2 separate regions of the Sus scrofa genome follow, and region 1 is linked to region 2. Evidence: chromatin contacts called from public promoter capture Hi-C data. All regions are on one chromosome and are shown on one strand. Each heading gives the region's core, a stretch centred on a gene start, on an enhancer-like site or on the middle of the called end of the contact. The rest is flanking DNA. Distances are from core to core; before and after follow the strand shown.

The links. Promoter capture Hi-C pulls out the DNA fragments that hold promoters and counts their contacts.
Region 1: a promoter capture Hi-C map of liver shows a contact between it and region 2, with 5 times the contacts expected there. The contact joins the promoter of SNU13 here to the promoter of SERHL2 in region 2. A contact is called at or near these places in 1 of 5 promoter capture datasets (liver) and 1 of 2 datasets of contacts at active chromatin or transcription factors (skeletal muscle).

The regions. Positions count from the first base shown.
Region 1 is chr5:6,888,147-6,892,967 of Sscrofa11.1, forward strand. SNU13 (small nuclear ribonucleoprotein 13) reads left to right here and starts at 2,868. Exons shown (of 3, transcript NM_001190226.1): 1 at 2,868-2,989. The coding sequence starts at 2,987.
Region 2 is chr5:6,237,237-6,242,195 of Sscrofa11.1, forward strand. It overlaps SERHL2 (serine hydrolase-like protein 2), which reads right to left and starts at 2,575. Exons shown (of 12, transcript XM_021091434.1): 1 at 2,346-2,575.

The sequences.
Region 1 (4,821 bases), core at 1,618-4,117, 650 kb after region 2:
GTGACCAGGGAGGCTTCGCTGAAGAGGTGATGAACAGGAGTCAGCTAAGCGTAAGAATGGAGCACATCACTCCCGACAGAGGGTGATGGATGGGGTTGGGGAGATTGGGGTGTGTTTGGGGTAGAAAAAGGAGGTGAGCGGGGCTGTAACATGGGGATGAGGAGGGGAATACTGGTGGAGAGGGGCCTAGTAAGCCATGGCAAGGATTTAGGATTTTAAACACAGAACTGTGGTAAAACACATTTCTAAGACAAATTGATTCTGAGCATATGTTGACATTGATTAATTTACTAGCAAGGGACAGAGCAAGATACAAAAGGGTGGCTGGTTCTGTGAGAACATGGAAACTGAGTTATTATATAGTTGGGGAAAAGAATTATGGAGTTCCCATGGTGGTTCAGCAGTAATGAACCCGACTAATATCTATGAGGACATGGATTTGATCCCTGGCCTCAAACAGTGGGTTAAGGATCCGGCCTTGCTGTGAGCTGTGGTGTAGGTTGCAGACGAGCCTCAGATCCCATGTGGCTGTGGCTGTGGTGTAGGCCGGCAGCTGTAGCACTGATTGGACCCCTAGCCTGGAAACTTCCATATGCCATAGGTGTAGCCCTAAAAAGCCAAAAAAAAAAAAAATCAAAAAATCATATGATGACAACACATCTATGACTGTAAATTGGAATAAGGTTCATTCTCCAACAGCGATAGGTCCAATTAACACGTAAATGGATCCAAGCAAGCTGAGGAACAGGGACAGGGTCTGAATCCCAGGTTCTGCTCTTAAACAGGAGCTGTCAGTGAGAATCTCTTAATTGAAGACAAATTTAATTCTTTGACAAGTCATAGATTTGCATGGATAAAGTGTGCAGGGGAGATTTTTTTGTGTAATAAATGTTCAGTCCTGGAGCTGATTTTTTTATTTTTTATTTTTTGTGTGTCTTTTGTCTTTTTAGGGCCACACCCATGGCACATGAAGGTCCCCAGGCTAGGGGTCAAATCGGAGCTACAGCTGCTGGCCTACACCACAGCCACAGTAATGTCAGCTCCTAGCCGCATCTGCAACCTATACCACAGCTCACGGCAATGCCAGATCCTTAATCCTCTGAGCGAGGCCAGGGATCGAACCTGCAACCTCATGGTTCCTAATTAGATTCGTTTCCGCTGCGCCACTATGGGAACTCCCTGGAGCTGATTTAAACCTATCCTGGTGGGTTTTCAAGCAGAGCAACCAGATGTGGTGGAAGTAACCCAACCCAATAGCCAACAATTCCAGGGTTCAGTTCTGGCTCTGCCCCTTCTTCATCCTGTGACTGTGGACAAGCAGTTTCCCCTCTCTGAGCCTTAGTATCTGTAAAATGAAGGGGTTGATCTGCAAGATTCCTAAGGGTCCTGACAGGTCCCTACCTCTAGGTTTCCAAAGGAATAAGCTGGAACTGGTCCATTATAATGCTCTAGTTTTGGCTGGATCCAAATGGTCCCAAGATATGCCTGGCATCAGGTGAAGAGAGAGGAGTAAGGGCCATAAGTATGGGGAAGGACCTCTTGGAGGTGGTGAGGCATGAGCCTAGCCTTTAAAACATGGAGATCTGGAGCAGCATAACGAAAAGAGCAGCGTGCTAGGCCAGAAGAAAATGGGCGTCCGAGACATTATCAAATTCAACCCGACAGAAATGCAAGCCCATCCTCAAATCTGCTTTTCTTCCTGAATTCCCTACTCAATAGACTCCATTTCTGATGGACTCCACTCTTCATCTGCGGCATGTGGAAGTTTCCAGGCTAGGGGTTGAATCAGAGTTGGAGCTGTGGGCCTTGGCCACAGCCATGCCAGATCCAAGATGCTTATGCGACCTGCACCACAGCTCACCACACTGCCAGATCCTTAATCCACTGAGCAAGGCCAGGGATCAAACCCGAGTCCTCATGGATATTATTCGGGTTCATTACCACTGACCCACAAGGGGAACTCTTTTTTTTTTTTTGGCTGCACCCAGGGCATGTGGGAATTCCTGGGCCAGAGATGGAACCTGTGCCACAGCATTGAACCAAGCCGCAGCAGGGACAATGCCAGATCCTAATTAACTCGCTGAGCCATCAAGGAAGTCCCCAACCAGAAATTTCAACAAGGACATCTGAATATGAAGAAAAACATTTAGGGGAGTTCCCTTGTGGCTCAGCAGGCTAAGAGGCAGCATTAACACTGCAAAGGCTCAGGCCACTGCTGTGGTACATGTTCCATCCCCGGCCCAGGAACTTGTACGTGCTGCAGTGCGGCCAAAAAGAAAGAAAGATAAAAAGAAAAACATTTAGGATTATCCATCATTATCTCCATAAATTTCCTTTACCGGTATAGGGTCAAAAATATGATTTTAAAAGCACAAGAGGAATTCCCGTAGTGGCACAGTGGAAAGGAATCCGAGGTTGCCAGTTCAGTCCCTGGCCTCGCTCAGTTGGTTAAGGATCCCCACGTTGCCTTGAGCTGTGGTGTAGGTCACAGACGCGGCTCGGGTCTGATGTGGCTATGACTGTGGCGTAGTCCAGCAGCTATAGCTCCCATTGGACCCCTAGCCCCGGAACCTCCATATGCCGCGGGTGCGGCCCTAAAAAGCAAAAAAAAACAAAAAACAAAAAACAAAAGAATGTGCTCAAAAATAAACTAGCAATGGAACGACGACTCCATTGAAACTCTTTGATTTTTTTTAGAAATGTTCAATTCACTGTTTCTGCCAAGTATGTATAGTAGAATGACAACTTTTTCTTTTTTAGAACATGATTTTTTAAAAGCAAAATGTGATCCCTCGGCCAGAACTCAACTCTTTCCCCGCCGGGGCCCCTTAAGGAGCGTGACCCCGCCTCTTGGTGACGTCACTTCCGCTTCCTGCCGCGCGCGAGGCCATTTCCACTCCTCTACAATTTTCCGCGGTGGTGAACGTTCGCGCTCTGACGTCTCCTGTGCTCCTAGAGGAGTGACGGACACATCGGCACCGCAGCCATGGTAAGAGCGTGCGCTTGGCCTAAGGGCCGGGAAGTGGGAGACTCGGGTTCGGTTCTTTCACTAGTTGTCCGGGGCTGAGAACGTGCGCGGTCTCGCCCAACCCGCCCCGGCTTAGAGCTCCGGCGGCCGCGCAGTCCCAAGCTCTGCCTTTTCTTCTGGTCCGAGGTTAGAACTCTGGAAGCCTCAGGTTCCCAACTGCTGTGAAAGGGGTGCTTTGTAGCAGTCTGTGCTCCCGGCCAGAGGCGTGCGGTGAGCTCAGGGGCAGAACCCGACCTGGGAGAAAGACCAAGAGCAACCCACGTGGGAAAGAGTAGAAAGTTAGGTGAGAAAACTTGGCTCCATGTGCTTTATTTTCCTTTTGTGGGGGTCGCTAGTGGAACGCTGGATTTGGATCATCCTCCCCTACCCCACTTCCCTACTGATGATGTTCAGGAGAAGGAGGTCTCCAGGCGTCCATGCCTGGTACCCGCCGCGAGTTACATGTGCCACAGATTAAAGGACCTTTTGGTGTTTGGAGGCTGTGGGAAATGCGGAATGACCCTGAACCCAGACTGGAATGCAGGAAAGACTCCTGCGAGGCGCTAGCCTCAGAATCAGAAGTCCTAGTAGCACCACGTGCGGTTTCCCCAGAACTCTCGTTGTTCAACTTTTTAATCGGATTGTGTGGCCTGGTAGCTAGTTTGGGTTGGCACTTAGTAAGGAGAGAAGAGTTGGTAAAGCACTTTCACTTCTATAATGAGGTTTAATCCTTTCAACGGATCTTGGATCCCAGCAGGTATCTTCCCAAAAGGCTTCCCCCCACCCACCTCATCCCCATTTTGAAGCTAAGTGTCTGAGCCTAGAACTTGAAGCTTCTGAACCACTACTCATCTTCCGCCGTTCCGTGGACAGTTTTGTAAAGTTTTGGAATTGAGTGACCTCGGGTCGAAGTTAAGAATAATTTACTTCAACTGTAAAATGGGATAACAATGTAAGGGGATTAAATTATGTGATGTAATGCATGTTACACACCTAGTCCTAATGCTTGGTATGGAGAGAATGAGCACTTGCTATTTGTTGCTAAATCAAAACCTTTCAGATTTCATATTTTTTTATTTTTTGGCTGCACTATTTTTTGGCATGCAGAAGTTCCTGGGCTAGGAATTGAACCTGCACTACAGCCCAAGCCAGATCCTTAACCCACTGTGCCCCAAGCAGACTCCAAAACCTTGCAAATTTTGGCTGTCTGGTGTACAGGAAGATAAAAGCTATCAAGTTAGGGATTAAAGCTGCAGTAGGATTTTATTCATTCACTCATTTAATTAAAATTTGAGAAAGTTAAAAGGTGAGGGAGTTCCCATTGTGGCACAGCAGAAGCGAATCTGACTAGTATCCATGAGGATGCGGTTTCATCCCTGGCCTTGCTCAGTGGGTTAAGGATCTGGTGTTGCCATGAATTGTGGTGTAGGTTGCAGACCTGGCTCAGAGCTGGCGTTGCTGTGGCTATGGTGTATGCCAGCAGCTGTAGCTCCGACTGGAACCCTAGCCTGGGAACTTCCATATGCCATGGTGTTTGGCCCTAAAAAGCAAAAAAAAAAAAAAAAAAAGGTTGAAAGGTGAATGAATACACAGTAAGCAAATTTCAGTTGCTATTTATAAGCTGGATAGTTTGGCTTTATAGTTGAGCAAACTTTTTATTGTTGTTGACTGGCTTCTCTTTGATCATTGTTGGGGGTCCAGAAGCCTCTCTCCCTTTCTTGTGTGTTTGATGTTTATAGAGAGTTGAGAATGCTAATTTCCAGATATGGGGTATTAGAAAACAGCAGTAAACATACCCGACATTTATAAAAGTA
Region 2 (4,959 bases), core at 1,325-3,824:
CGAGTCAGGGTCGGGGCAGGCCCTTGGCCTGAATCCTGCATCCTGCCTGCCAGTCTCCAAGGTAAAGGCAGGCAGGCTCTTCATGGTTTATTAAGCAACCAGAGCAACACAGACTAGAATTCTTCAGCTCCCACCATGTGATGGAAGATGTGGGTTTTGCATTCTTTTCTTTTTTTCTTTTTTGCTCAGAGCCTGTGATAAGGGTCAACTCGACCTATGCTACTTTATTTACTCAACATCTCACCAAAACATTTTCTCCGGGAATTATTGTGGTAGTTCCACATTCAGCACTGCTGGGAAGTGCTAGGAGCGGGCTGCTTAATGTCTCTGTTGTCAGTTTCCCAGTTTCTTCGCAGTTGTATTTCTAGCCTGAAGTTGCATCTGGTACATAGCAGGTGCTCAGTAAATGTTTGTTCAATGAATAAATGCATGAATTATCTGAAATGTCATATTTTTCACTCTCCCATGCCTTGGCATATGTTAATTGCTTCAGTCTAAAAGCTCCTACTCCTTGCAGCAGTTACCTTTGGATGTGTGCCTAACTCGCAATAACTCTCTTTTGGGGAGCTGTCTCCCTCCCATCCACAAAGTCACCAAGGTGGGTCTGAGGGAGCCCTATTCCTGTCTTGGACGCTGCCCCTAGACCATAACCAATTTCTGGGGTGGGGCAACCTGACCCAAGTTGGGCCAAGGCCTCTGCCCCAGCAATTTGGAATCAGGGTTTGATATTCCAGCCTTACTCTGGGCTTGTCTTCAGAATGGGACACATTTGGGGAAAAAAAAAGGGGGGGGAGCCACAGTATGACTGTCAACTACCCCTGCAACTTAAGTAGCAGGGGGAAAAATTCAGATGTGCAGAGAGCAGAAGAGAAAGAAACAGGCTATGGTCAAGGAGTGGAGGGTGTGCTATGATGCACCACCCTGGATCCTGCAAGGGCCGAGCCGTCATTCCTCCAGCCCGCGGCGAATGTCAGCTGTGACAGTTGAGTTCTTCCCTGAGACTCGCCCCTCATGGAAGGGACCTGCCACGTCCGAGGACATGGCCTCCCCAGGGCATTCCATCACCACGGACCGGTCCTTATACCCCAGTCAATGCCCTCGCCAATGTACAAAGGGCTGGTGACAACCATCCCAGCTCCTGAGCTTCCCATGGAATCGTGTAAGGTTCCCAGCTGAATCCAGGTTCAACTTCTGCCCTGCGCAGCTGCTCTGATTTGCTAAAAGGCTGCTTCCTGAGAGGCTGAGCGATGAGTGTTCTGTATGCATGAATAAGAGAGTGCAGCTCTGCTTCCCAGGGCACCTAACCCAAGACACGAGGCTTACAGTGCAAAGGCACTGGTGGTAAAACAACTGATGATTGCTGTGATGAGGCAGAGGTTCTTCCCAAGAAGCACCTCAGCTTCCTTGCTGGCCCTAGCGAGGGGCCTCCTTAAATTAACCTTTCCTAAATGAAACATAGTTTGCAGGTCAGGGTGGTAAGCATTTTGGCCTCCAGCATAGCAGCTGAGACCCCCAGGGCCACCTGGAGAGGGAGGTAAAGTTTGGCCTTGGCACCTGGTCCTTTTTACAAATCTCTCCCGCCCCCCAGCCCTAGGGTGGGCATGTGAAGTGCTGCACCCAGCCCAGCCCCCTTCTCTCATTCAATGTGGATTGAGGGGCCACGAGGTGCGGGGCTCCTTCTCTGACCCATCTCGCTGTCAAAGTGCCCTGGACCGGCTCCCATCTCTGATCCCTGCGGCAGGCACGCACAGGTGCATTATCTTCCACCAGTGGCATTTTCACCATGGGGCTTCGTCTTGGTTCCTGTTTCTGGTTTCAGGGAATTTCCTCCTCTGGGGATTCAGCAGCTCAGTCCCTATGTAGACTTTGGGGAAGACTCCAGGCTGAAGGCGTCGTAGACACTCAGAGGCCCTCAGATGGTCCAGAACCCCTGAGAGGTTCCGAACCCCTCTTGTTGCAACTGAGGAAACAGAGTATTTGAACCAATCCTGCAACCCAGGACAGGCAGATGGGGAAATGCTTTCCACTGACTGAGGTTCAATTCGATTCTCTCGACACCCAGCATCTGCCGCCTCCCGCCCTTGGGAGGGTTTCCAGGAGCGAATCTGATTCTTGGCGCGCGCGGGTACCGTGGGGAGCGGAGCGGAGGCGCGCGGGGGCCGCGCCACGTCCCGGGGGCTGCGGGTGGGTCCAGAGCCGCTCTGCGGCCAGGGCGGCCAAGAAGAGGGAGAAACTCGTCTCCACCGCGCCCCCCCGCCCCCAAGTCCCGTTCTCCCTCTTTCTAGAAGCCCTCCTCTATCCTGGCTGCGACTGTGCGACTCTTTTTTTGGCGAAAGAAACCTTACCGAATCGAGGGCACTAGGGCGGCGGCACCAAGGGAAGGCAGGGTGGTGTCTGTTGGAGGCTTTTATCCTTGGAGCGTAGAATTAGAGGAAGAGCCCTTCCGCAGACCCCGAATTCCCGCTGCGCGCGACGGCCCGGGCCGTGGCAGGATCCCAAACACTCAGTGCCGCGTGGACCTTGGGCGGCGGGAACCTCGGACGCCGGTCGGCTCCCAGGAAGCCCTGCGGCCCCTCTCGAGCGGGGTTGGAGCGCCCCCTGCCGGCCCCCCGCCTTACCGCAGCCCCGCGCGCGGTCCTCCCCGGGGCGGATGCAGGGACCCCGGCAGGCGGCGCTAGGATGTAGGGGCTTCCTCCCAAGCCTGCCATCCCTTCGCACTTAGGCTGCAACTGATTCTTTTTTAAAAAGAAAAAGGAAAAAGGGCCTTTCCCCAGACCTCTGTGTGAGGCAATGGAGAGGAATACACCAACACTCCGGTGGCGTTCTCTGAACCTTTTTCGGTTCCAGGACCACTTTGGGGTCAAAGATTTTAAGGCAGGGATCCTCTTACAAGGAGCTGCCTACAAGGTATTAAAGAGCTTTGGGTTGGACAATCACTGACAAGTTAGATTTGACACTTTGGATGGGGCTTTAGACATGTGTGACAAACAGAAGAGTGGTTTTATTTTTACAAATTGGTGTTTGTTATTTTGATTTTTAGTTTTCTTTTGCTTTTTTAGGGCCACATTTGCGGCATATGGAAGTTCCCAGGCTAAGGGTCAAATCAGAGCTGCAAGCTGCTGGCCTAGCCCACAGCCACAGCAACATCGGGATCCAAGCTGCATTTGCGACCTACACCACAGCTCGCAGCCACGCCAGATCCTTAACCCACTGAGCAAGGCCAGGGATTGAGCCTGCATCCGCATGGATACTTGTTGGGTTCGTTACTGCTGAGCCACAATGGGAACTCCACAAATTGTTTCTTTTTTAATTTTTTAACATTATAGTTGATTTATAATGTTCTGTCAATTTCTGCTGTTCAGCAAAGTGACCCAGTTATATGTGTATATATATATATACATTCTTTTCCCCATATTATCTTCTATCACGCTCCACCACAGCTGATTGGATATTCATTCAATTCATTGCTTATCCATTCAAATTCGGGGTTTGCATCTACTACTCCCAGTACCCCAAACTCCCAGTCATCCCACTCCCTCCCCTTTGGCAACCACAAGGCTGTTCTCTATGTCCATGTGTTTGTTTCTGTTCTGTAGATAGGTTCATTTGGCCACACCTACAGCATATGGAAATTCCTGGGCTGGGGTCCAACCCAGAGCTGTAGCTGCTGGCCTATGTCACAGACACAGCAAGGCCAGAACTGAGCCACGTCTGTGACCTACACCACAGCTCACGGCAACACTGATTTTTTTTTTTTTTTTTTTTTGTCTTTTTGCCATTTCTTGGGCTGCTCCCACAGCATATGGAGGTTCCCAGGCTAGGGGTCGAATGGGAGCTGTAGCTGCCAGCCTACACCAGAGCCACAGCAACGCGGGATCTGAGCCACATCTGCAACCCACACCACAGCTCATGGCAACGCCGGATCCTTAACCCACTGAGCAAGGCCAGGGATCAAACTGGCAACCTCATGGCTCCTAGTCAGATTCGTTGACCACTGAACCACAACGGGAACTCCAACACTGGGTCTTTAACCCACTGAGCAAGGCTAAGGATCAAACTCGTATCCTCATGAATACTAGTTGGCTTCATAACCCACTGCACCACAACAGGAACTCCAAAGCTGAAATTCCTGTAGGCCAAGGTTGAGGTCCAGTGAAGAAGAGGACTCCGATGAGACTGCCTAGTTTGGTCAAGGACAGTCTTTGTCACTTTCCATAGTAGCAGTACAGAGCTGCTCTGTCCTTTTCACAGCGGATTGTCCCTCTTGATGGGCATTTGAGAGCAGTGAGGAGAAGGTTTTATAAATCCAAGTTATTTTCAAGAAAACAAATATGAAATGGGAATTACTTTTTCAAAAATAATTAATGTAGCATATAAAGAAATAATATAATAATCTGAAGTTCGTTTTATTTAAAGAATTCTGGGAAATTGGCACAACATTGGAAATCAACTATACTTTAATAAGAAATAAAAATGAATTAAAGGCATTCCCGTCGTGGCTCAGTGGTTAACGAATCTGACTGGCATCCATGAGGACGCAGGTTGGATCCCTGGCCTTGCTCAGTGGGTTAAGGATCTGGCATTGCCGTGAGCTGTGGTGCGGGTTGCAGACATGGCTCAGATCCTGAATTGTGGCTGTGGTGTAGGCTGGCAGCTACAGCTCCGATTGGACCCCTAGGCTGAGAACCTCCATATGCCAGAGGTGCAGCCCTAAAAAGACCAAAAAAAAAAAAAAAAAAAATCCCCACAAAAAAACAAAAAACTCTCCAACATTCACTGATGATTTCATGAGTAACTACTCCCCAAACCTCTTGCTGATCCCATTGACTTTCCATTAGCATCCTAAGTAGATTTTCCACTGTAGAATTTATTTTAATTCTCCATGTATTATCATTTGGGGGTTCTTGTCTAATCTTGGCTACTCATCTTTTTGACACCCCCGCCCCCAACTCAATAACC